Linked DNA regions of Danio rerio: region 1 is linked to region 2. A link is a contact called in public HiChIP or PLAC-seq data. All regions are on one chromosome and are shown on one strand. The core of a region is the stretch at or near the end of the contact, and the rest is flanking DNA. Distances in the headings are between cores, read along the strand shown.

Region 1 (3,373 bases), core at 708-3,207, 590 kb after region 2:
ATTTTATACAATAATCTTAAAGATTAAAATTCCACACAAGGGGAGCAGCAGGTAGGGAATCAAAAGGACAAAAAGTTCATGATGTAAAGATTGTTAGCAGACTGCATAAAAATTATTAGGTAAGGCAATTAAAATGACCACCACAAGGCATTTAACAAGGGGTATCAACCGTAATTGTGCAACACATCATCATTTCACATCAACCCAGAGTTGTAATACACCACACAGTAAATCTCATAAATATAAATGTATAAATAACACCCATAAATAGACTCCACACAGCAATCAAATCATAAGCTACCATCAATACCACTCCAGCTAAATATCAAGCCGTCGTCATTTAACATTTCCTTTACGGAGCGTGATGCTAGCCTGCGCTCATCCCCCGTCACACGCACACACACACACACACACGCACGCACGCACACACACACACACACACACACACACACACACACAGACAGACAGACAGAGTACAAGCGCCGGGAGCAATCAAACTCACTCAAACTCCCGGCGAACAAAATGCAATGCACACACAATGACCCCGCAACAGTATAACTGTGCTGCTGGCCCGCTTACCCGCTACCGGACGTGGGATACAGAGATTGGAAAGTCAACAGCGGCCACCGAAACTTTAGTCCGGGGAAACCCCAGCACTACCAACTATCCCTCCCAGTCATTCGCTCGCGCACAACATCATGCCCACGTCCCGGCACGATAGCCTTGGCCAGCGGCTCAGCAGCACCTGCAATCAAAAACCAAGAAAAACCCCTCCTGACCCAGAAACTACAATCGCTTTTAAAGGCTTGGACTCATTACAAATTGAACTCAGCTGTTCATCTCCTGGAAACGTCATAGACGCAAATGACGCCAGTACGCATCATCCTGGTTTGGGAAGCACCGCTTACAACAGGTTGAAGGCATTATTATTTTAGGATAAAGACATCAGAGCGGTTTTTGATTGTGCAAGAACACGTTGTAAACTACTGATTGCAGTAAACAGCTTGGTTTATGGCTAGAAATAAGATAACAAGCAAGACAGAGTAGATAACTAGTGACTATGCCCTACTTTCAGATTTCTGCAGCGCTGTATGAAAGTCCTACCTGATCTTGGTTCACAAAACAGAAGTGTTGATCGTGCACGTTTTAAAAAAAAAATAACGCTTACAAAGGTGATCTGTCTGAGGACTGATGTCTTACTCGCTCACACATCTCAATATATTCCACAAAAATTACACAATCTTTGTACTTTGATACTGTAGCTCACTGTCATTCCAGCACCGCTGTCACGTGACTGAAATTGACGTTCTGCTGACTCGTTAAAGAATCGTTCTTTTGAGTCGAATCTTTTAATTCGTCAGTTCAAACTGTTCCTAAAAAGAGCCCGAGAGCGATTATTAATACATTTATTTACAAGAAATCTCACGAATAAACGTGTTTACGAACATTTCTTTGTAAAAAAAAATCTGTTTAAAGCTGATTAAGCTATGTTTAGGCAACGTAAATTAAAAATAACATTATACATTACTCTGACAAACTAAGCTTTAATACAAGGATATACATAAATCACTTACTTAGATTAAACATTAATTATTTATTAAAATAACATGAATAAAACATGGATAATGGTATAAAGTGGAAGAACCAAACTACAACCTGCTGTTCAAAAGAATCGATTCGCTGAAACGATTCAGACTTCTATCGCTGTTGACTTCCGGTGTGTATTATGTAGTTTAATGAAAGTTTGTTGAGAAGAGCGCTATTTAAAGACTTTTTTCTCATTTTTAAATGCACAAAATTGCATTTGATTTTTTGTCATAAAAATCATCCTAAAATAATCATTTTATTATTTTTTTTGCACATTTTATGTAGTTAGAGTATGAAAAAAAAACTAAATTTTCGTGAATAACGTGACTCAATGGGTCATGTGATTCGTCTGTGAAATCTGTCAGCTGACATCACGGTTTTACTTCTGCAGGGCGAGAGGAGACGGAAGAATGTCTGTACGGTAAGAGGATTATTCAGAATCGTTTAAATGCAATTTGCGTTATTACTGTCATTTTTTAGGTGTATTGAGTGTGGTAAGATTGCATTATGTAGATTTTTTAAAGTCAAACATTAAAATGATTCAAAAGTAGGTAATTTAGTGATTTTTGTTTTGTGGATATTTTTCACATGTTTTGCAGCATGATTTTACAAACAACCTGATTTTCTTCTTTATATACAGCTGTTTAATGATATATCTTGATTTGCTATTTATTCGGACCTGCTTAAGTACCTTTTGTTTTGTTCTTGAAACTACTAATATTGAAATTTGAAATGAAAATGTTGTCGTAGACCATGTTTTTACATAAAACAAGTAAAGGTGGCATGTTTTCAGACATATGTACATCTTTATACAACATCATATTAATGTTTTAACTTCAAATGATTTACATTAATAGCAGAAATCAATAATAGGTGGAAAAACACAGATTTTTCAATCAAACCCATGCACAGTGAATAGAGACTACGAAAAGATTTTCTTGTTCAGAGATATTTATCAAGGACAAAATAAAGTGATTATAAGACACATCTAATGTTTCAAAAGGTTTTATTTTAATTAACTGGTTTTAATTTTCAACTTTGTTAATCAGAGAATCCTAAAGAAACTTAAATTTGTCTAACATATGATGCATTGACAATAATAAGGACCCCTAATTCTTGATTCTAACCAAATAAGCATATTAGTAAGGCAACATATTACAATGATTTATTAAGGACCGTTTAACACTGAGAACTGAATTATGTGACAAACCTAAAAGAACATAATTAGTAGATTCTGTACATGCACTGAAAACATTTAAACATTGAATTTTTACATTGAAAAAAAATGACTACTTATTTAAAATTGGTTGCGATGATATTGTAATGATATATAGGTTTCAGAAATGTGTATCTAAGGGAATGTTGCATTTTAAAATTCTGTTCAAAGAAAAAAATAAAGTTTTGATCAGTTAATTTGAGATTTTTTAATTATTATTATTGTTTTGTTGTAAATTTATTATAAATAATAAAAATATATATTTGAAGTTGTCCACAGGCTCACTATAAACCCATTGAACTTTCACCACAGTTCCTCATCAACAGTTAAATTACAGTTTCCACAAAACAGTTCCTCATTGCTGACTATGTTAAAAGTGTTGATAATCATATAATTATTTTGATTTGCCGTGTCAGCAGTGAGGAACTGTTTTTGTTGAATCTGCATCTCAAGACTCGACATTTCGAAATAGTAAAATTGCTTAACTTTATATCAGTGTCAGTCTTTTGAACCCCACACGTGCAAACGACAATCAGGCTTTAATCAAACATGGTGAAAGAAGCTGCAGTT
Region 2 (3,012 bases), core at 283-2,782:
TTTGTTTGGCTTTTAATTGTTGTTTTTTGTTGTTAAATGCAGTCGGCAACTTAGTGATAAAATGCTTTGCAGCGTTTTTTTTACGCACAATAACAGCAAAAAGCTTTTTTCATTTTCCGTACCTAATGTTTTCAAATATATCCTGTTTGCAAGTTTCCTAATAATAAACAGTGCTCTTTATTGTGCAGACACCATTAATCAAAATCATTACCTTTATCCATTTTGGATACAAGTTGATTGTGCGGCTGACCTCTCCAAAAGGTTTGATTAGAATTGCATCCACTACACGCCTGTATTTGTTTTATGCTTGACAATAGAGTGTTAGGATAGGTCAGGCTTTTAAGTGGGAGGGAAGAGTTCGCCTCATGACGCCCGTCCTGACATCACTTATACTGGGGTACTGAGGAGAACCGTTGCGTAGATATGAAGCGAGAGCGGCTCGCTCGAGCCGCACCGATACTTAAAACTGTCACTGAGGTAATGCGCGCGGCATGTAGGAGGCATCCAACCTGCTGAATGAGATACTGCTGAAACAGGAGAAACACGAAGAGAGACGGAAGACAAACTGTTTTCACTTATACTTCTTTTTATTACTTGGACATACCCGACTATTTTGGAGTGCCTCTGATCCTTAAGCCGACTTTCTCCACTCAGGAATGTAACAACGACACAACTACACCAGACTCCATCATTTATCAGGGTAGTTGTTGCACTTCAATTCTTTCTGCAAACTTGTGAAAACTGTGAGGGGAAACTGGCACATCGCCGCGCGCTGCTGCGCTCTCTCTGGAGATTTATATTTAAAGCCTCGCGCTCCGTGGAGGGTTGAGCATCTGGGTAACCTAGATTTAAGCATTCCAATATATTTGTTTTGTAATTACTTGTCAACAATTTAAGAAGATTTTGAATTCGCAAATTGAATGTTCCAATTTTGTAATGTTCTAACTGAAGAATTATTATCGAAATCATTTAATAGAAGCACAATATTGCGCATGATTTTCATATTGGCATTTAATCAATCGGTCACTTCGGATTTGATCACTCATATTTCTGCAGTAGTCTTTTGTTTCGGCTTTCCCCCCTCTCACATTTCAATTTTCAACCTGTCTTATGTAACAACATTCTTAAGTTGATGATATAACGGCAGACAAGCAAAAATACTTAATAAGAATCATAAATTAAAATGTATTTCAATTAATTGGATGTTTATTACATTTTATTAGTTGCATGTTACTCAGATGTGGCTTATTTCAATCTTTTGAGATGCAAAATAATAAATTCACAACACTCGACGAGATGTGACATACGATGACTGACAGAATCTATAGTGCAGTTAACAATGTATTCATTTGTTTATACGTAGGGGGGTTTGTACATAAAGGTTTTATTTAATGTAATATTTAATAAAATATTGAACACTTAGTTTTTAGAACATAAAATAAACACCAAAACCATATTATTTAACTTATTCTACCCACATACGGATTGCCATAGAGAAGAACTGCCCACGTGCACTTTCTGCATTTGCAGTCATGGATAGCCCGTGCCCTGTTGCCGTGGGTCTGCCTGGCCACACTAATGGCACTGGAGGCACGTCTTCACCGACTTGTAACCAGAGCATGATAAAACTCGCCCCGTACTCTCCTGAAGCCACAGCAGCCTTTGCAACAGCCATCACATTGATGATGCTTATTACAATAGTAGGCAATATCCTGGTCATCATTGCTGTTTTAACAAGTCGCTCATTAAGAGGACCCCAAAATCTTTTTTTGGTCTCCCTTGCTGCTGCAGACATTTTGGTGGCCACCCTCATCATCCCCTTTTCCCTAGCCAATGAACTGATGGGCTACTGGTATTTCCGCTCTGTATGGTGTGAGATCTACCTGGCGCTGGATGTGTTGTTCTGCACTTCCTCCATAGTACATCTGTGCGCCATCAGTCTAGACCGCTACATGTCTATCTCACGTGCTGTCACGTACGGTCCCAAGCGGACACCGAAACGAATCAAGTGTGCCATTTTGGTGGTGTGGTTGATCTCAGCGGTAATCTCATTTCCGCCACTACTATCTATGAACAAGAATAAAGGTGGTGGCGAGTCAGGTGCGCTGCCTCAGTGTCAGCTCAACGATGAGCGCTGGTACATCCTGTACTCTACTATTGGTTCCTTCTTTGCTCCTTGTCTAATAATGATCTTAGTCTACATGCGGATCTATCAGATCGCCAAGCAGCGCACACGGTGTCCACCAGGGGAGCCCCGCAAAGAAGCCCCAGCTAATGCTACGACTCCTCAGCACAAGATCCAAAATGGAAGAGGAGATGAAACGCCAGGCACCCTTCAGAAAAAAGCCAGGCCTCCAACTTTGGCTGTGTCCCAAGTGGAGTCTGTCCAGCAGGCAGCAAACACCCCGATCGCCAACAACCTTCTGCAAGCCCCTTCAACAACCTTGACACCAACCACCCCATGCCCCTCGCCATCTCCTTCGAATTCATCTGAAGTGGCTCCCAGTAAAAGTAAAGAGGGGAAAAAGGAGAAGAAGAAGAAGAACAACAAAAACAAGAACAAGAAAGAGCCTGACAACAATAATGGAGAAAGCATGAGCTCTGATTCGGACACTGAGCAAGGTGGGAGGGGGTTAGAGGTCCCTTGCACCCCGACTATGACCCCCAGTGGCATTCATTCTCCTGCCACTATGCAGAAATACAGAGACATGATCGCCACCGCTAAAGGTGCCAAGCTGGTGGCCCGAAAGGCCAAGCAAGATGGAACGCCCAACTCTGCACGCCGCAAAGCGATGGTGAACCGAGAGAAACGATTCACCTTTGTGTTGGCGGTAGTGATTGGTGTCTTTGTCATTTGCTGGTTTCCCTTCTTCTTCTCATACAGCCTACAGGCTGTGTGCCCAGAGTCGTGCGCCCTGCCAGAGCCACTCTTCAAGTTCTTCTTCTGGATCGGCTACTGCAACAGCTGCCTCAACCCGGTCATCTACACCATCTTCAACAAAGACTTCCGCA

The links. HiChIP or PLAC-seq counts read pairs in DNA pulled down with a chosen protein or histone mark.
Region 1: an H3K4me3 HiChIP or PLAC-seq map of embryo shows a contact between it and region 2, with 7 times the contacts expected there. The contact joins the promoter of zgc:152830 here to the promoter of adra2b in region 2. A contact is called at or near these places in 2 of 18 Hi-C or Micro-C datasets (hematopoietic stem cells and an unstated tissue) and 1 of 4 datasets of contacts at active chromatin or transcription factors (embryo).

Annotation. Positions count from the first base shown.
Region 1 is chr8:49,670,859-49,674,231 of GRCz12tu, forward strand. It overlaps zgc:152830, which reads left to right and starts at 1,958. Exons shown (of 16, transcript NM_001076620.1): 1 at 1,958-2,008. The coding sequence starts at 1,998. fahd2a (fumarylacetoacetate hydrolase domain containing 2A) reads right to left here and starts at 1,295. Exons shown (of 8, transcript NM_212918.1): 1 at 1,105-1,295.
Region 2 is chr8:49,084,245-49,087,256 of GRCz12tu, forward strand. It overlaps adra2b (adrenoceptor alpha 2B), which reads left to right and starts at 1,533. Exons shown (of 1, transcript NM_207638.1): 1 at 1,533-3,012. The coding sequence starts at 1,533.